4 separate regions of the Mus musculus genome follow, and regions 2, 3 and 4 are each linked to region 1. Evidence: chromatin contacts called from public HiChIP or PLAC-seq and Micro-C data. All regions are on one chromosome and are shown on one strand. The core of a region is the stretch at or near the end of the contact, and the rest is flanking DNA. Distances in the headings are between cores, read along the strand shown. Region 1 holds the start of Ctsb (cathepsin B). Region 2 holds the start of Tdh (L-threonine dehydrogenase). Region 3 holds the start of Mtmr9 (myotubularin related protein 9). Region 4 overlaps Fam167a (family with sequence similarity 167, member A).

Region 1 (5,011 bases), core at 2,342-4,841:
TCCTCTTATAGTAGTCACCTTATGGACTCCATTCCTGTGAGATAAAACTGGACAGAACTAGTCAGATGCCTAAAGCCATAAGTGCTGCCACCAACCCATGGAATAACCTATTTGTTTGTTCTTTATTATTTTGAAACAGGATTTCAGTATGTAGCAGTGGTCATCCTGGAACTTGCTATGTTGACTAGGCTAACTCCAAATTCACAGGGCTCCCTCTCTGCCTCTGCCTCTGCCTCTGCCTCTGCCTCTGCCTCTGCCTCTGCCTCTGCCTCTGCCTCTGCCTCTGCCTCTGCCTCTGCCTCTGCCTCTGCCTCTGCCTCTGCCTCTGCCTCTGCCTCTGCCTCTGCCTCTGCCTCTGCCTCTGCCTCTGCCTCTGCCTCTGCCTCTGCCTCTGCCTCTGCCTCTGCCTCCCAGGTGTCAGCATTAAAGGGGATCACTGTGAGGGAGGCAGGAGTAGGTAGATCTCTGTGAGTTGAAGGTTAGTCTGGTCTACATAGTGAATTCTAGGACAGTCAGGACTACAGAGTGAGTCTTGTCTCAGAAAACAAACAAAAAATGGGGGAGGGGTGGGAATCCCCAAAATACTAAAGATAAAATGAAGTGCATGAGTCTGTAGTTGTCAGCACTTTAACAAGTGCTCCCCGAGGCCCCGAGGCCCCATAGGGTCCTTCCCAGACTCAAAGCTCTTCTCCCAAGGCACCATTGGTTACCTGCTAATCTATCTCTATGCTAGCTTTCTCTTGCTGTAAGTGGAAGTGGGAGCACACAGCATGAGGTCCTTCCCTGACTTAACACAGTCTTGAAGGTTCATCCACAGTGTATGTGGTAGCGCAGCATTTTTGATAGCTGAGTCACACCCTGTTTTGCGATTGTGGGACATTTTGTTTATCCAAGCATCAGTTGATAAACAGAAGTTGTTTCCATCTCTAGGCGCCTGTGAATAATACCGCTGTGCATATTTGGTAACGTTAATATGAGCAACCATATTTCTTCAGGGCGTATGCCCAGTCTCCTGTCCACATGTTCACTAGAAAAACACTTTTACACACTCAGGGCAAGATCCCTCTAAACATTCTAAGAACAAGCCCTGAGCCCTAGGTGAGCTGGTAAAGCTGAACCTGGACTCAATCTTCAAGGTTCACTTCGTGTGCACACCCATTGTCTCTGCCCTCTACCTGGTGACAGGCAGGCACCATGCAGAATACAGCAAGGAACAACATAGCACATTCTTATCCCTTAGGAGGCGGAGGACTCAAAGTGTGCATGAAGGGATTTAAGTATGCTGGGATAGCTTCCTCCTAAAGTTTCCCACAGACGGACTCTCCAGAAGAGTCTACTCTGGTCGTATTCATTTGGTTATTTGGTTATTTATTTGATATGCAGTCTCTTGTAACCCATGCTGGCCACAAATCACTAGGGAGATATGGATAGCTTTGAGCTTCTAAAATTATTATTATTATTATTATTATTATTATTATTATTATTAGAGAGAGAGAGAGAGATGGAGAGGGAGAGAGAGTTGAGGGGTGCGTGAGCTATGGCATGAGTATTAGAGGACAACTTTTTTGGAATGTGTTCTCTCCTTCTACTGTGGTTTCCAGGGATCAAAGTGGTATAGGTCATTGGGCTGTGTAGGAAGCACTTTTGCCAGCTGAGCCATCAAACTGATGCTGCGGTCTTGAACTTTGACCTTTCTGCTTCCATCTCATAGTGAGAACCACGATGCCAGGTTTATGGAGGGCTAGGGATGGAACCCAGAACTCTAAGCATACAAGTCAGGATAACTCTACCAGTTGAACTATATTCACAGCCCTGTATGTTGGTCATTTGAGACAGGGTCTCCTGTAGCCCAGGTTGGATTTGAATGTGCTGTGTAGCTCAGATTGACCCTATAGCCCCCAAATTTCCCAAGTGTTAGGACTACGGGTTTATCTCACATGTGACTGCTTATCATTGTTTCGCTTCAGAAGCCTCTCCTTTATTAACACACTGTGATAATGCATGTGTAGCCCTCAGCTCATCTGAGGCGCTATAAAGGAAGGATTTACTACGGTCTATGTGTCCAGGGGGAAGATGATCTATGAAACACTGATGTGCAGGCTGGACTCTGCAGCTGTCTGGACAGGCTGGGGTGAGCAGGCAGTGATATGGGAATATTCTAACATTTTAAAATGAAGCCTTTTTCAGCACCACTGAAGTCAGCCCAAGCCAGGTACTTCTGGGTTCTTGTCTCTCAGTTTTGAGGAAGGAAATTCATGGACCACAGAAGGTGAGTTTTAGGAAGGTGGGAAGGACTGTAGGGAGCTGAAGGGAGAGAAAGAAGGCAAAGGTCTTGAGCAGCCCGTGGGGTCCCTGGAGGGAGTCGGATCCCATCCTGGAGCCCCCCAAAGCCTGGGGGTTAATAGGACTGTAGCCTTTAGTGGGATGGAGGCAGGAAGAAGGTTGAGCTAGCTGGTCAGTCCAGTTTTCATTCCAGGTGTTGAAGTCATTTCAGTTTGGGTCACAGCCTCAGTATGGCTTCCAGGAAAGGTCACTCCTTTGTGGAAAAGACTTGAAGACCCCCTTCCTGGCAGCCAGAGACACTTTTGGCTTAGACACTTAAACATCTCTAGCTCCTGCCAAGGGCCAGGCTCTGGGCATGTCAGAGGACATTTTGGGCTTTTAGCCAAGAAAGGCTGCTCATTTTTGTTTGGACTTTTTACCCTAAAATAAGCAGCCAGTTTCTACCTGTTGTCAGCAGCTGGGACAGCTGGCCTTGGACAGATGGCCATGGACCTGCCTTTCCGCAAGTTTTCTGAGTTCTTCCTGTATTCCACTTAACTGGGGTTCAGTAACTACACTTCCACTCCTGTCCTTAACTGGGAGCCTACCAATAGAACCTTGGAATCCACTAGATCCAAACCTTTCTTATCGTCACAAGCCTGGCTACAAGATACCATGCTGACATGAGGCCATTCCTATATTACAGGATAGACCTAAGGATTGGAGAGATCTGAGGGTGCTCGACCCTGGGGTGGGGGTGGGGGTATGCTATGACCTGTCAGATCAACTAGGTCAGCCAGCTTCTCACTGGCTAGCTTACCACACAAGATGGGGGGAGGTTCATATGGCCTGGCAGGAGTTCTGAATTTCATAACATGCCTTGGACAAAATTCATGGGGTTTTGGTTTCTCTCTTTCTTTTTAAACTAGGGATCGAACCCAGGGCCTTGGGCTTGGTAAGTAAGAGCTCTACTTCTGGGCTACAATCCCAGCCCAGTTCTAGTTTTTGGTTGCTTCCCTTGGTTTGAGTATTTCTACGCCATTATAGTCTGAGCTTCAGAATATAAGGCCAGGAGGCTCCTCCAGACATTTCCAGGTCCCCGAGCCAGCGGGGCCTTCCCGAGGAATGCATGTCACGAAGATGTTGTATCTTCCCAGTGCAGGGTACCTGCAGAGGTCCCTGGAGAGCATCTCTGTGCGAAATGGAAAGAGAGCAGACAAACCACCAGTTTCTTTTGGGTTTAACACAGCTTGCAGAGTCCCGGGATGAAGGGGGAGGGGCCGGCAGGGGCGGGGGCGCGGTCAAGCATCACGTGACGAATCAGCCCCCAGCGGAGGGCGGAGCTGCGCGGGTACTTAGGAGTGCACGGGAGAGGCCAGGAGCGGCTCCGTTTGGCTTGGTGGCTGCAGGCCCAGGCTGTCGCGCTGCGCTCGGTGAGTTTGCCCGGGGCACAGTGGCTCCATGGCGGAAGTCACTTTGGCTGGGGTCGGGGGAGCGGGCTGAGCAGCGGTGGTGGAGACAGGCCCTTCACTTGCCCAGGGCGCAGGCGCGGTTCCTCCGCGGCCCTAGATGCTGCTCGCCCTGGCGGATCGCGGTCTTAGGCTCCCGCAGGCTAGACCGGCAGAGCTCCAGCTTTCACGCTTTAGGGCCGAGCCTGGTGACCCCGCGGTGATCGGCTTCTTTCCAGTGGCCTTGGCGCACTTCAAGGGCGGAGGTGGGGACTTCGGGGAGCTCCGAGGGAGGAGCTTAAAGGGAAGGGTTCAGCTCTGGCCCTTCCAGCTCGCAGATTGCAAGTCTCAGGGGTGCTCAGGGCGAGTATCGACCTGCATCTAGTGCAGGTTTGTGGCTTATTCTAAAGAATCTGCCCCGGGAACTTTTCCACACACAAACCCACGCAGTGCCTGGCACCCTAAAAGACCTGTTCTATTGAGAATGGGAACCTGGTAGTGGGTGGCTGGGGTGGAACCTGCACGAAGAGTTAAACCGAGAAACAGGAAGAGAAGCAGAGCTAAAGGATAGGGGCTCTCCCAGAACCTTTCTCTGGAGGGGAATGGCCAATGTGATGGAGGAAAGGTACTTGCAGGACAGCCTCCTTCAGTCAGGGCCCTGCTAGCCGGGAGAGATAGCATCCTCTCCCAGAGTGCTGGGCGTGCGGACCAAGAGATAGGTAAATTGGACTTGGTCCCCTAGGGCCCAAGAGTAAAGGACTAAAACCCATCCGCACCTTACCTCCACCTAACCAGATCCCCTCACGTGTTTGGGAAGGGAGATAAATTGTGGGATTGAAAGGGAAGTTTAACTCCTTTTAGTGTCTCGGGAAGACTGATCTCCAGGTGCTTCCTGTGAGGGACTGCTGTGGAGGTATGGTCTGCAGTCCCCGGATTCAGAGTAGCATTTGCAAAATGTTGGTGAAGGTGTCATCTTTGTTCGAAGCCGTTCAGGGGACAGTTGTTTCCCATAGGCTCTGGCCATGGTGACCTAAAACTCCAGAGTCCCCAGAGCCATACCAGAGCAAGGCAATCACGGCACTTGGAAGGCTGAGGCAGGAGAATCGCTGTGCATTGGAAACCAGCCTGGGCTATGTAATGGATTCCACAACAGTGGGACTACAGAGGGAAACGGTTTCATTTCTTAATCCCTCCTTCCTTCCTTAAAAAAAAAAAAAACTCATGCTTAAAAGAAGGTGGAGGAAAATGACCTCTGCTCCTTTAAAGCCACGTGACCCAGGCCTACGGGACTGCTAGTGGGG
Region 2 (4,587 bases), core at 2,032-4,531, 390 kb after region 1:
GTGTAGTGCAAAGAGCTTTCATCTCTAGAAACACATTGATAGCTCTCCTCTAAGCCTAGAGTTTACAAGACTCTAGAAACACAAGACTACTCAAACACACCTCTCATTAGCTACCACAGGCCAAACCCAGATCTGAGAAACCCCTAGTGCACTGAGGAGAAAACACCAAGAGCAGTTATTCTTCCTCCAGCGGTTTGACCTTGTGGACTCTACAAAAGGTCTCGGGGATCCCCAGGGTTCCCCAGATCATACTCTGAGAACAGCTTTTGCCAGGCCAGAAAGTAAATTTGCAAAGAGCAAACAGCTATCCTTGGCCCCTCTTTGTTAAAGTCAAATAATAAGTAGGCAGGGGGCTCGCTCCCAAGCACCTTAGCAAACTTTAACTGCAGAGAATAAAATGGAGAGGAAAATGCACTCTTCCCCTCAAGCAACAGGATGATTTATTCCATCCAGAACAAGGAGGGACCTTCAGGAAAACCGGCACCAGTGACCTGAGTAACGGAGATGGGTCGGTGCTCCACTGGACTTGTGTGTATTTGCACCTGGGTACAAAGGTCTCTCATAAGCACCTGTAAGCCCAGGCTTCCTTGAGAAATGGCTCAGCTGAGAAGAGTTCGGTCAGGGTTAGTCACACTGGCTTCAGGTGTCAGGAGGCAGTGTTTGCGTCCCCAGAGGGCATTTCCAGCAGCCCTGCCAGCTCGAGAAGCACAAAGAACAGAAGCCACCAGGACTTCATCTGTGCTCTTAACTGACAATGTTCTCAGACTGAAACAACTCCGAGATACCTCTGGGAAGAGGGATTCCATCACTACTGTCCTGGGGATGAACGGTTGTGCTTCAGGAGTCCTGAAGTTCCTTAGAAATAGCCTTTTCCACGAGGAAAGGCTTCAGTGCGCCAACCACCACAAGACCACCCTAAACTTCTAACTGCAATCATTCTTAGTCTCAGAGACTAACTAAATCAAGACCTTGTAAGTCTCAAGCCTGTCACAGTAAGCATAGAATAAAAAGTATCCACCTTGCAGGACTGGATAAAGGAGTGGTCTACACACACAGCAGAATTTCAGCCTTTCAAACAAGAGAAAACAAAAACAACAAAAAATAAGAAATACTGACCCATGCTACAGTATGGATGGGCCTGGAGCACATGGGGCTAAATGAAATAAGGACACACACCCCAGCTTCCACCCCTGTAAGCTAAGGTCAATATTCCCCGAAACAAAGTAGGACATTGTCTTGGGGAGAGAGGAGCAGCCCAGACATCTACTGCATGACAGTGCACATAGGTCACACTCCCAACAATAAAGATTTATTTATTTGTGTATTTTATGAGTATGGGTGCTTTGTCTGCACACATGCCTGCACACCAGAAGAGGGCATCAGATCCCATTATAGACAGTGGTGAGCTGCCATGTGGATGCTGGGAATTGAATCCAGGGCCTCTGGAAGAACAGCCAATGCTCTAAAGCTGTAAGCCATCTCTCCAGCCACACATTACTGACCTTAAAAAAAAAAAGTCTTAATATAATTCTGTTGTTAGCTGCCCATAGCCACGGTAGAACAGAAAGGTAAGGTCTGCACAAATGCACACACACACACCATGGAGGATCCAGGACACCAGGCAAACCACCCCAATCCCTTCTGTACCTCTTCCCCAAGGGCACAGCCTCCTGTTTCTCAAACCTGACTAAGTTCTTATCTTTCTTTGCTGTCTCTACAGGAAATTTTCTGCTGTGTTTAATCCTGCAAGGCTGATTTCTGCTCCATGCCCAGAAACCTGTCTAGGAAAGGTCAGCACTAGCTGAGTGGCAGCATCTTATTGCTAATGTCCTCTCATGCTAATTGGTACTGCCAGCCACACCCACCTTCAATGGAAATGGGCTTAAACACCTCAATCATAGGCCTTCTGCAACTAGTAAGGACCAAATGTCAAGGCAACCACCACTACCAGCACTACCCTCCAAAAGAAAAAAGATGGGGGGCGGGGTAGTAAAGTTCCAGGTTCAATGGCACCTCCCACTCGGCCCCAGAGCCAGAGCTCTGAGCAGCAATTCCTCTACCCCCCACAGAGGCCTCCTGGGCATCAGGCCAGGGTAGTCTCTTGTCTCCATTTTTTGTTGTTGTTGTTTTGTTTGTTTGTTTGTTTGTTTCGAGACAGGATTTCTCTGTAGCCTTGGCTGTCCTGGAACTCACTTTGTAGACCAGGCTGGCCTCGAACTCAGAAATCCGCCTGCCTCTGCCTCCCAAGTGCTGGGATTAAAGGCGTGCGCATCAGAAGCAGACAAAAGTGTCACCATGTTAAGAGACTTTAATATAAGCAGACAACCTAGAAAAGGCATCTGGCAAAAAAAAAAAAAGTCTCTGTCCATGTTAACCTCATTCATGTCACTTAAAAAAATTATATCGGGAAAGGCTGGAATTTACATACTGGCCACCGAAAGCAAGAAAGCGTCCAGGAGGGAGCTACTTACTGTCTCGGAGAGAAATTCTACCCACCTGGTGTCTTGCTTTCACCTGCTGAGGTTGGGAAACCACGGGAGGAACCCAGGACAGCCAGCCTCAGCTTGCTCCCTGATGAAAAGGGTGTGGGGGCCCTCCCAAGCCATCCTTCGGGACGATCACATCCCAAATTACTAGACAAACCAGTTTTCTGGGTGCCGGGTTCCCACTCCTATTCCTGAGAGGTTGAGCATTGCTAAGAGCAGGAGGGAGCGGGAGGCGTCTTGCCACCCGGGGCTACTCAGGGGCCCATCTCTCCCCTCGCGACCCACAAAGCAGTGGCGCCCTGCGGTCGTTCCGGACCCCAACCCAGACAGCAGATTTCGCTGGTCGTCCCGTGCCCGGAAAGAGGTCCAATTCCCGGGCACAGGCGCAGCAGGGGACCATCTCCTACACTGACCTGCAGACACAGAAGACTGGATGCTGAGAACGCCACGCGGGAGCCGGAGCAGCACGTGCGGAGTCAAGAGTTTGGTTCTGCCTTTTATCTTCAGTCTGCTCTGGACCCGCCTCGCCGCCGCGGGAGCCGTGCCTCCCTCCTACCTCACCTCACCTCACCTCCGCCCCAGGACGCTTGTGGGAAGCCCACACCTACATCTCGGACGGAGCTGACCTTGTGGCTGCACCAAGACGAGACCACACCCCTTCCACAATTGACTGGGGTTAGAATTTGGGACTTGCAAGCCACAGCTGGAAAGATCTGCTATGGACCTGTGTCTGGTGGCACCTCCGCCAAGAACTAGGAACTTAGTCGTTTCTGGTTCCTGGGAACACTGATGTTAAATGAAGTGGCTTTCAAGGCAAGCACTAAGCAGGATGGGGCAGCATCTTGGAAGGAAGGGCTTAGAAATTCTGAGTGGCAGCCTCAAGACGGACCCCCAGTGTGCACACCCGACCAAAGGGCTCCCATCTGGAGCTGAAAGGGGCCCGATGTAAGTGTATCTCCTTTGGCAGTCCAATGTTGTAGCTGGCCTGCTCGAGCAAAAATATTTTACGTCTAATCACAGAAGGTAGGGTAAGCGTGAGCCACAGCGTGCCTGGGGAGGTTGGTATTTATTTGCCAGGTTCCCGGAGATTGAACCCAGATTGTCAAACATCTTTATCAAGCCACTACCTGGAAATTGGACTTGGGGGGAAGTGAGTTTCCTAGGAAGGGGTGGAGGGAGACAGGGGGCAGCACCAATGTTAAACATTTCCCAAGGCCGATTGACTTATTAACTGATAGTGGAAAGCCAGACTATTACAGGTTGGGAGCCAAAATTATCTCCGGCTATCTTAGTCTCTGGGTAGCCTTTTATGGCCCACCCCTCTGTTTGACCTAACATCCTTGTGACTATTAGGTAAACCCTTAGGGAATGTACAAACAGGACCCCTCGCTTCCAACAATCCTGTGCTGGTTAATTTTTTGTCAACAAGACACAAGCTAGGCTTGCCGGGGAAGAAGGCACCTCAACTGAGAAATTGCCTCCATCAGACTGGCCTGTAGGTAACTCTGGGATGGGGGGGGTAGGGAGGGGGGCATTCATTTGCTTGACTAATGACTGATGTGGCAGAGCCCAGCCCACTGTGGACAAGACACCCCTAGGCAGGTAGGTCTGAGTTGTGTAAGAAAGAAGGCCAAGCAAGCTAAGGGGAGCAAGCCAATAAGCAGCACACTCCGCCACGGCCTCTGCTTCAGGTCCTCTCCTGGCATCTCTTCATGATGAACTATAACAGAAGTTCTCAACCTGGAGATTCTTTTTGGGGTGTGTGTGTCAAATATCAGATATACTAGATATCAGATATTTACATTACAATTCATAACAGTAGCAAAATTACAGTTATGAAGTAGCAACAAAATAACTTTATGGCTGAGGGGGGTCACCATTAACACAAGGAACTGTATTAAAGGGTTACAGCATTAGGAAGGTTGTGAACTACTGATCTGTAAAATGTAACTTATCCTCCCCCCCACCCCCCAGTAGCTTTTTGTCCTGGGGTTCATCACAGTAATAGAAGCAACAAAGACAATTCCAACTAAGAATGCTTCAGATAATGTCGGAGGGCTAGAGTAGCTACTTCCTGTCTGTCTTCGCTGCTATGGCTAAT
Region 3 (5,239 bases), core at 268-2,767, 420 kb after region 1:
GTACCCAGAGAGCCCACAAATCTGTAAGAAATTACATGAAATCATGAAAATGGTAAGAAAACTAGTGAGGACAGTAGGTGAGAACCAGAACACAGAGAACCAGGGATTCAGTCTTTATCATGCAGGCATGAGAGACCATTGAATACATTTATGCAATAAAGATGAACTGAGGAGTCTAGTAGTCTGCTGATGGTATCTTGTACACAGATACACACATACACACATAAGTAAAAATAAAAAATTTAAAGTGATGGAGTAGGGAAATAAAGATGAATTAGTTCCTATGTTCCTTTAGAGCCAGCCCCTTTCTTTTCACAAGAAAAACTGAATGTTAAGGGCTAATGATTACCCTCAGTGGGAAGTGATCATTCCAGAGAATAAGTAAGATGCAATATGATAAACTCAGTCTTCCCTAAATGAGCAGGGGTGTAAAATTTGTCATCCACCTGCATCGGCACTCCCCATCAGCTATTACAGGGGTGCACCTTACCGATTTTAAAACGTTTTAAGGAGAGACTAAAATGCATATGCATATATATGGAAAAAATGACAGTGTACTCAGTTAAATACTATGGCCAGGCATAGCGGCCCATACACACACAACTGTAATTCCAGCACTTACTTGGGAGGCTGGGGCTGGAGAGTTGGAAGTTCAAGACCGGCCTATGCTGCAAAGGGCTGAGCATGCCTATTTAAAAACGAGATCGTGGGGGAGGGGTCGCTTTAAATTGTATTGAATCATAACTTCGTGAAGTCAGATTAACAACAACCAATAATTCAAGAAATGTGGTGGAAGAAATTTTTTTTTTACAAAGAACATTTAAAAATACGCCCAAATGCTGTTCAAAATGACCACTACGACTCTGAGACCTTAGCCTGGGGATGCCAGGTGGCCAGTGCAGATAGATCTAGGCCCCAGAAGGCTCATTTGGCTGGCTGAGCCAGGATACCCATAAAAAACCACCTGAAAGCGTCTGTTCCGTTCCAGGCTCCTCCGGGACCTGGGTGTGGTGGGCGCTCACCGTTTGTCGATGGCGTCGATATTTGAATGGAGGAGCCAGAGCTCCTCCGTGTTGTCCTGCCGGGAAGACAGGATCAGGTGGTGGCCTGTCAGACACAGGGTCCCTTCCACGGCGGTGTAGAAAGGCCGGTGCAGCACCACATTGTCTACCCGTGGGGTTTTAATCAGCTCCGCAAACTCCATATTGGGCGCAGCCTAGGGGCGGGAGGCCCAGTCCCGCAGGTGCCCGGCGGTTAATCCGCAGACCCGGACGGAGCCCCGGCTGGGCGGGCCCGGGAGGTCGAGCCCCGCCCCGGCTGGGCGGGTGCGCCAGGGCCTGCGGGCACCGCCCTGGCCGCTTCTCCAAGTCTCTTCCGCACCACTGGCCGGGACTCGGTCGCAGAGAAGGCTTCCCGCCAGGCCCTGCACTCCCCGCTGCCACCGGCGTCTGACGGGCGGGCTGCGGAGGAGACGGACCCGGCGTCGGGGCAGCAGCATCCGAGCCCGAGCAGCCAGGGACTTCTGGCGGAAGTAGCTGCTGAGCGTTGCACCCGGCAGGAACTCCTGCACAATTAGAGGGACTCGAGACTCGGAAGACATAGAAACCGGACCGGAAGTTGGTACTTTGCTAGATCCGGTGGAACACAGCCAGAAACAATGACTTTATGGTCCTACAATGGAAAAACAAAACAAAACAAAACAAAACCAACCAAAACCTCTTTCACCTTCTACCGCCGCAATCCTTGCCCTTCAAATATTCCTTATCGGAAAAGGCGAGACGAGAAGACGTCGCTGACCTGCCAGCCTCCACATGAGTGCTGTCCCTCAAGGGCTCTTCGTTTGCGCTACCTGGTAGTTGTCTCATGAATTGGTCACGAAGAGATGTCAAATGTAGGATGGAAGCGGAGGTTGTGATCGAAAAGTAGCATCTTGGTGTCTGGAAGAGACATGGGACAATCTATGCTTTAGACTCTTTGAGAGCGCCATGACTTTAACCAAGAACAGCATATTCTAAAAGGATGGAAAGAGAAACTGACTAATCCTCGCCCTGCGAAAGGACTCTAGTGTCTTCAGAGATAGTTCAGTTAATCTGTAGCAAAGCCTGAAATCAAGACCTTGGTATATTGGTCACGACTTCATAGTATCCCGGCTAAGTACAGTCTAGCTGAACTGCTCACGGACACTGCAATGACAGAGTTTTGCTGTTGTAATTTCCCTCTTCTTTTTTTTTTTTTTTAATTTTTTATTAGGTATTTTCCTCATTTACATTTCCAATGCTATCCCAAAAGTCCCCCATACCCCCCCCCACTCCCCTACCCACCCACTCCCACTTTTTGGCCCTGGCATTCCCCTGTACTGGGGCATATAAAGTTTGCAAGTCCAATGGGCCTCTCTTTCCAGTGATGGCCGGCTAGGCCATCTTTTGATACATATGCAGCTAGAGTCAAGAGCTCCGGGGTACTGGTTAGTTCATAATGTTGTTCCACCTATAGAATTTCCCTCTTCTTGCTTTCTATCCCTCTACTTTATCCCAGAATAAGAATTATGTTTGAGTCCTGGCCTGCTTTTACTGTGTTAGCAGTGAAAATTCTCACCACCCAGTCAGTGTCTACGAACAGCAAGGTAGCTGACTTCAGAGTGTGCAAAGTGAAGTTGACCAGATTGCACAGTGTTTGTCCTTGATTTTGTTCTTGTCTTTTCTAAAAACCTTCCCTTCCTAAATCACTCACTCCTGCGATCCAGTTTATCTGCAAAAGGAAAACAACCAGCAATGGATGCTGATGGACTGAGGTGAAGTAATGTGGAGGTGTTTTCCACACCGGATTTGTTTACTTTCCTTCCTCACTTGACTCATTGTATTAACTACAAATTGTGGAATGGAAAACTTTTAATCTGAAAAATAATGAAAAGTTATACAGAGAAAAAAATGAAAGTAAAGCCTTGAAGGGTAAGGCTCCCCGAATGGAAGATATCCAAGGAAGAACTTAGTGTCCAATTTAGTATATGCTAGAAGATAGAAAGTCTCCATGGATTCTGTGGCCCTTCTGGTTTTCTTGAAAATAAATTATGAAAACGTTATTTCATTAAGTTAAAATGTTTCATGCTCTATAAAGTCATAAATTAGGATTTTTTCCTTTTATTTGTTTTTTGCCAAGAGAAAAAAATTAGGTATCTTCTGAGTTGTTATAATGAAGTACCAGAAACGATTAGGAAATTAAATCACCAGTGATTTGAAGTTCAAAGCGTAGAAAGTTCACTAGCGCTGAGAAAACCAAACTTAGTAGTTAGGAATAAAGCCTGAGTAAAGAGCAAGAAACAGTTCCCCACATAAGCAGTAGGTGGCGGTAGAATTCAAAGTCAATGGGATATGCCTCTATTAAAATAATCCAATGATGTAGTCAAATATTAACTGTCCAAACAGTCAAGAAATAAGGGCCTCAGGGGATTCTGATAAGCCAAGAAAATAATAAAATTTATAATGTGTACAATGGATTTACTTAAGGACTATAAAGATAGCTCAATGGGTGCCTTAGCATTCTATTGTGAAGAGACACCATGACCACAGCAACTCTTTTTTTTTTTTTAATTAGATATTTTCTTAATTTACATTCTAAATGTTATCCCCTTTCCAGGTCTCCCCCGGAGACACTCTATTCTATCCTCCCTTCCCCTGCTTCTATGAGGATGCTCACCCACACACTCCCACCTCCCGGCTCTCACATTCCCCTATACTGGGGCATCGAGCCTTCACAAGACCACGGGCCTCTTCTCCCATTGATGTCCGACAACATCATACTCTGCTACATATGCAGCTGGAGCCATGGGTCCCTCCAGGTGTACTCTTTGGTTGGTGGTTTAGTCCCTGGGAGCCCTGAGGGTCTGGTTGGTTGATGTTCTTTTTCCTATGGGTTGCAAACCCCTTCAGCTCCTTCAGTCTGTTCTCTAACTCAGTCTGATCACATCAACTCTTATAAAGGAAGGCATTTAATTGAGGGTGTCTTTTGGTTTCAGTGGTTCAGTCCATCATCATCATGGCAGAACATAATAGCACACAGGCAGACAGTGCTGGAAAAGGAGCTGAGAGTTCTACATCTGGATCTTTAGGCAGCAGGAAGCTCTAAAGAGCTGCTGGTCTGACTTGAGCATTTGAAACCCCAAAGCCCATCCCCAGTGACACACTTCCTCCAACAAGGCCACACCTTTCAAATAGTGCTAATCCCTATGCTTTCAAATATTTGAACCTATTAGGCCATTCTTATTCCCACCACCACAATGGGTAAGGAGCAAGTGTAAAGACCTAAGGTCAAAACCCCAGAACATATACAAAGAAGAAATCTGAGTCTAAAACCCCAGTGCCAGAGAAGGGGGACAGAGACAAGAGGATCCTGAGGGTTCACAGGCCAACCACTGTAGCAGAAACAGTAAACTCTGGACCAACCAATGAGAGAAACTGACTCAAAAATAAAGTTCAGAGGACTCAAGAAATGCACCTGATATTGACCTTCAAACTCCCAGGCCCACACAGTAATATACACCTGCACACACACACACACACACACACACACACACACACACACACAGAGAGAGAGAGAGAGAGAGAGAGAGAGAGAGAGAGAGAGAGAGAGAGAGAGAGGACACACCATAAAATTGAATTGAAATATTAAGGAGCACTGGGAGATGCCTCAGAGATTGAGAGTAGTCACTGCTCTTTCAGAGGACCCAGGTTCACTTCCCAGCACCCACATGGAAACTCAAAACTATCTTTAAGTCCAGATGCAGGGAATCCAGTGCCATCTTCTGGCCTCCAAAGGCATCAAGCAAGCACAAAGAGTACTACATACATTCAGGTTAAAACACTCATACAAATAAAGTGAATGTTTTTTTAAGAAAAAATTTTAAAGGACTTCGTCATTGCCTTGCAGGTACTACTATTATCTTTATTCTCAAGATTAAAATGGTACAGGTGTATAATCAGAAAAATTTCATCCTGAGAACTACAAACAAGAAAACGTGATTGTTGTCTTTCTGCATCTGATTTGTTTCCCTTTACATGATCCAAAGTCCATCTACTTTCCTGAAAACACTAATTTCTTCTGCGCATATGAATAAAAGTGCATTGAGAGTGTCACTTTTTTTTTATCCATTCAGCTATTGACAGATGTGGCTGATTCATAGCTTAGCTATTGTGAACAGTCTACAATAAACATTGATGTGCAAGTCTCTCTGTGGTATTTTGAT
Region 4 (4,996 bases), core at 2,267-4,766, 330 kb after region 1:
TCATTGCTTTCCTGTGTGCTGTCATCACCAGAGCACACCACCCAGCCAGTGGAGATTAAAGAGATCTCCCGGAAGGAAAAGGGCCTCAAATCCCTAAGAACTGAGGTAGAGAAAGGAGGGGGAGGAAACAGCCATACAAAGTCATGGGATCTAAGGGGGCAGGAGTAGCAGTGTGTGTGTGTGTGTGTGTGTGTGTGTGTGTGTGTAGAGGAAATGATGGGTCCCAGTGGAAAGAGTCTAGAGGAACATTAGTCAACAGACCCCATAGACTTCCTCTGACCAGGAACCAAATTGGGGAAGTGGGCCTGAAGCCTTACCAGATGAACACATTAGCTCATAACGAGACAAGGTGTTGGCTGACGGATGGAGCTCTACCCACCCACCTCCTCCAGCAGCCCAGGAATTAGCTCACAGCTGGCAAAGCCTCCCCTACTATCCTGGAAGCCTGGAGCATGTTTGAACAGCAACCATGTGTGCAGAGTGGGTCCTCAGGCCCACACATCATTTCTTCGGAGACACTGGCACACCTGCAAGGCTTGTCCCTGCTACCAATGGGACATCTGCCGTGTGGGGCATACCTGATCCCGGTGGGATTATGAGATCGTCTGCTTTCTTCTGGTGCCCTGGGCCCCAGGTCTGGGAGTGGTCTTTGGCTTCCTGCTTTCCTCTTCAGTTTACTGGCTCCAGGAGACTCTAGGAGAGGTGAGTCCTTGGTACAGTTGCTCAACCTGTCAGGGGGCTCTTCCTGAACCCAGGCTTCAGAGCATTCTAGTATTTAAAAAAAACAAGAAACAAAAACAAACAAACAAACAAACAAAAACAGAAGGGCCCTGCTGCCATTCTGCCCGCCCATGGATGGCACCTATCCCAAACACCCATCCAGGACCTCACCACCCGCTCAGGACGAATCTAGCTAAGTGCCCACTCACTGGGCAGTTGAACCTTTCTCCTGGCGCCTCTCCAGGCCTGTGTGGGTAACATTCCAGGCCAACTCCTACACCCACTTATAGATTCCTCCTTCAGATACCAGGGCCATTTGGTTTCCAAGGAAAGATGCCAAAGAACAGAGGCAACTCAAGTCACCCAAAAGGTCAAGGACCCAAAAATGACAGCTCAGGGCAGCAGTGAGGTGACAGGACTGGAATGTGGCATCATCCATGGGTTTCATCCACTTTACAACCTTTTAAAATGCAATTTTATCTAGACCTCCTGTATGTGGGGTGCAGAGCTAACAGCTCTGTTACCTTGGTTAAGCCTCAAATGCTCTCAGTCATCGACACCCTGAACAGAGGCAGACATCATGCTGAAATCCTTTGGAACTTTTTTTGTTTTTTGTTCCTGTTTTAACCCAAGGACCACCTAGTGTTTGCATTTGGAGAGGCCAGTCTGCAAAGTGTACGAGTTCTGGTTGTATCCAACATCTCTGAGGACGATGGAGAGGGACAGAGTGGTCCTGAAGCCACAGGCCCGACAAAGCTGCCTTTTGGCTTTGAGCTGGACAGAAAGAAACTGTCTGAAACCAGATGACGCTGTGTGCCCAGGTCCCAGCTACCTATAGCCTGCTCATGGAAGCACCTCACTTTTCTGATCTCTGTGCTCCCTACTTGGTAGTACCCATTCTCTCCATTGCCTCTTGGATGAGGGCAAAGCTGGAGAGAGTCAGGGTACGCCCTGTACTTCACAGAGCCCATGAAAATAGTAAATCAATGGCCCCCTAGGCTAACTCATCTCACTGAGCTCTTGTTCAAGCCTTCTCTGGGTCTAGTCAGAAGCAGTCATTAAAACAAAGCCACACAGCGAGACTGGAGTGAAGACCCTTACCTCACCCTGCAGGTTGCCACCCCCTACACAGGAGCATGCAGGAGTAGGAAGGCCTTCCTGCCTGTGCGGACTCTCCCAGGATTTGGTACTGCTCATCAGCCTGTCTAAATTGGACTTTCTCCAAAAAGCTCGGCTGGCTGTAATGAGAGCTCCCTTGTCTGAGGAAGGAAGCTTTCTGGGGTTCAGCTGCCCCAGGTGTACTTAGAATGAAGGCTGGCATCTCAGTACAAAAGCAGACAGCAGGCGCCTGGGAAGGGCCCCAGAAAGCCACTCCCAAGTTTTCACACTTGGAGAGATCTGAGGAAGGCAACCATGGGAAACTACAGGGGCAGAGTGTTAAGAGTTGCTGTGCCTTCCTGGCATAGTAAGAGAGAGCATATGTGAAGAGGTGGGTAGTCTCAACCCCTTATGCAGAGAGCCAGCCGGAGGCTCGGCTAGCCTGGGGTCAGATCCCCAGCTCAGCATCTCAAAAGAAGGTTTTCTAGCTATGTGCTTGGAGCTTCTGGAAACTGAGGCTGCTGCTGGGGTAGCCTTGGGGCCAGCATAATGGGCTCAGAATCCCTCAGGACAATCAAGGATTCTCAGGGTACCATTACCTTGCCCAGAGAAGGCAAGAAATGAAACTGGGTTTCTCTGCTATCTGTGGGCTGGAATGTTGTTCTCACTTCCTAATGATGCCCTGGTGCGGGTAGCCTCAGACCCTAGGGAGGACAGCACCCAGGGCTCTGGTCTGCTCTCCTCACAGTCCGGGCTTGTAGGAGCGGTCCTGAGCAGAAAGCTCTGCTCTCACCTTCCTGAGGATCTGTGTACCTGGCAAGAAGAACCCCACATCCTCCCTCAATGGCCCCCAGTTGCTCCCACATCGCCCCCATCTTGGTCTACTGAATCTTCACCTCCATCTATCCCTAGTTCCTGCCACTGTGATAAGGTATTACCCTGAATGAATTCTTTGGATTAGGGAATTTTTCTTTTAACTTTTTAATACCGATTTGATTGGCAACCACTAAAATGCAGAAACAATTTCATGCATTTCAACAGGTAGAAAGACAAGTTGTTTTCCCACCCATTCCCTAAGAAACGCAGCCATAGCTCAAGTGTGCTACACTAATGGAAAGAAGGCTGGCTTGGGCCATGTAACGATGTAACAGTCTCAGAAGGAAAGAAGATCCTCCTGGGGTGGAGATAGTGCCTGTGTAGAGGCAGCATGACCTTTTTGTGTCACCAAGAAGTCAGGAGCTAAAACACACACAAGTCCATAAGCAGCTCCATCTCTTCTCTTTTCCACATGAGGACAGCATATGCTCCAAGAGGCTGAGCCTATAGCTCTTCTTCTGGGCCTTATCTTGGATGCGTTTCCACATCCATTCATTCCTGTTTTAGACCTCAACAGAGATCTGTTTCAAACCCAAGTTCAAGTCATGTGCCTTCTACTGTAATCTGTCCTTGCCCAGATCTCCCCAGATGTGAGATGCTAAAGCCGCGAGACTTGGATCTGCTTCTAACTCAGCTATGCCTTGATATGATGGGCTAAGGGTCTTGGCTTATACCCTTCACTAGAGCCAAGCTGATCGGCTCAGAGCACAGCCTGGATCCCTTGCAAGGTGCTGCTGCCCCGTGGGCAGTCTAGGTGAATGGGAGAAACATCTTTCCACAAGAGTGAGTCACCAGTCTGTTCAGTTTCCCAGTCTAGCTCCTGCCGGCAGCTCCTGCTTGCCGCGGCTGCGGGTTTATTTGCTTCCTCTGATGAGATGAGGTGAGGTGTTGTTGTTGGAGCCGGAAGCTGAGTGTGAATGAAGGGTGGGGCTGTAATGGGTCTGAGGGTGGCTAGAGGCAGTAGACACCTGTCCTGAGTCTGTGTAGGATCCCACTTGGCTGGTCAGCTGGCTGTGAGGACCTGCCCAGAGGAGAAACTTGTGTCCAGCTGGCCTTTCCCCCTGTTTCTTGCTGAGGGATCTATTGTGGTGAGTCACTTGGCTTCTTGGAGACGCAGGTTCTTGCTTTGTAAATTGGGCGTTAAAACAAACCTGCACTCGCTGCAAGGTCTTCTATGGGCTCAGAGAGGTAGAATGGTTTTACTGACAGTAAAGCTCTGTCCAGTTTTATCAGTTGCTCTGCCTGAAGGCTGTGAAATCGCCTTACTTCTTGCCAAGAACTGGCTCATAGAAGTCCCTTTGCTGAGCCTCAGTTTCCCATCTTGGGGAATGAGACCTGGGCTGATATGATTATTTTCTTCCTTGCAGGCCTACTTTCTGCATTTCCTTTGGCTTTGACCTGTACACCTCCAGCAAGCATAGAGAGATCTTGGAGGAGGAGGCTGTCCCAAAGATTTCCTGCTGATGCTTGTCTGATCCTGCCTTCTGTGAAGCATGGCCGCCACAGGATTACGACAGGACAAATCATAGACCCTGAGTCTCACAGCTGCTCTGAGAGGCACACGCTACAGCCTTGCTTGGCGCCAGGTGCTGCCACGCCGTGAGACTCACTCCCATCCCAACAATGCCTTCAGGCGCCATGGCTGCAGCCGTATGAGACCATTAAGGAGCAGGACTTGACCTTGCTACCCAGTAAACCTCCCGAGCGGCCCCCTACCACCTCCCATGTCTGGCTACCAGGGCGGACTAGAGAATGTCTGTGCCCCAGATCCAAGTGGAAGAAGTGAGTGAGAAAGACAGGCCAGCCGGGGCAGCCGTACCTCCTGATGACCACCTCCTCAGTCTGAAGGCCCTCACTGAGAAGCTGAGGCTGGAGACCCGAAGACCTTCCTACCTGGAATGGCAGGCCAGGCTGGAAGAGCAGACATGGCCTTTCCCAAGGCCAGCTGCCCAGCAAGAGGCGAGTCTGGAGCAGGGAGCATGTGGGGGTGGAGAGCCTTTGATGCCTCTAAAGGAGCCCCGAGACCTTCTCCCACCTTCCGCGAGTGCCGGCAGGGGTGACAGGCCACTGACCACGGGCAAGCTGGAAGGCTTCCAGAGTATCGATGAAGCTATAGCCTGGCTCAGAAAGGAACTGGTGAGTGGCTGCCCACCAAGAGGCCCATGTATGTGCCATGCATGTCTCCTCCCTCATCTTTCTGTCTGACTCTGCTGTGTTCCCACATCATGTTTGTCCTCCCATCTCTGCTTGTTTCCCATTGCACATCCGACTTCCTGTTAGGTGAAGGGGAGATGTCATTTTT

What was found. A called contact is a pair of places that touch in the nucleus more often than the background predicts. HiChIP or PLAC-seq counts read pairs in DNA pulled down with a chosen protein or histone mark.
Region 2: a Micro-C map of embryonic stem cells shows a contact between it and region 1, with 3 times the contacts expected there. The contact joins the promoter of Tdh here to the promoter of Ctsb in region 1. A contact is called at or near these places in 1 of 484 Hi-C or Micro-C datasets (embryonic stem cells) and 2 of 115 datasets of contacts at active chromatin or transcription factors (embryonic stem cells and pro-B cells).
Region 3: a contact with region 1 is called in an HNF4G HiChIP or PLAC-seq map of pancreatic cancer cells. The contact joins the promoter of Mtmr9 here to the promoter of Ctsb in region 1. A contact is called at or near these places in 3 of 39 promoter capture datasets (the C10 cell line, liver and pre-B cells), 1 of 484 Hi-C or Micro-C datasets (muscle stem cells), 7 of 115 datasets of contacts at active chromatin or transcription factors (bone marrow-derived macrophages, effector CD8 T cells, embryonic stem cells and 3 more) and 1 of 9 other capture datasets (adipose tissue).
Region 4: a contact with region 1 is called in a FOXA1 HiChIP or PLAC-seq map of pancreatic cancer cells. The contact joins the enhancer-like site here to the promoter of Ctsb in region 1. A contact is called at or near these places in 10 of 115 datasets of contacts at active chromatin or transcription factors (the 230-238 cell line, bone marrow-derived dendritic cells, bone marrow-derived macrophages and 4 more) and 1 of 9 other capture datasets (pancreatic islet).

Annotation. Positions count from the first base shown.
Region 1 is chr14:63,118,871-63,123,881 of GRCm38.p6, forward strand. It overlaps Ctsb (cathepsin B), which reads left to right and starts at 3,592. Exons shown (of 10, transcript NM_007798.3): 1 at 3,592-3,695.
Region 2 is chr14:63,505,811-63,510,397 of GRCm38.p6, forward strand. It overlaps Tdh (L-threonine dehydrogenase), which reads right to left and starts at 3,282. Exons shown (of 9, transcript NM_021480.5): 1 at 2,900-3,282.
Region 3 is chr14:63,542,436-63,547,674 of GRCm38.p6, forward strand. It overlaps Mtmr9 (myotubularin related protein 9), which reads right to left and starts at 1,518. Exons shown (of 10, transcript NM_177594.1): 1 at 1,023-1,518; 2 at 1-21. The coding sequence starts at 1,204.
Region 4 is chr14:63,447,810-63,452,805 of GRCm38.p6, forward strand. Fam167a (family with sequence similarity 167, member A) reads left to right here. Exons shown (of 4, transcript NM_177628.4): 3 at 4,062-4,830. The coding sequence starts at 4,447. Among named protein-coding and RNA genes, the nearest start is that of Fam167a, 14 kb to the left of the region's middle. Within about 2 kb of position 3,517, at least 32 of the 459 cell types and tissues checked have an H3K27ac peak or open chromatin away from gene starts, as enhancers often do. A contact at or near this core is called in pancreatic cancer cells and pancreatic islet, where this site is marked.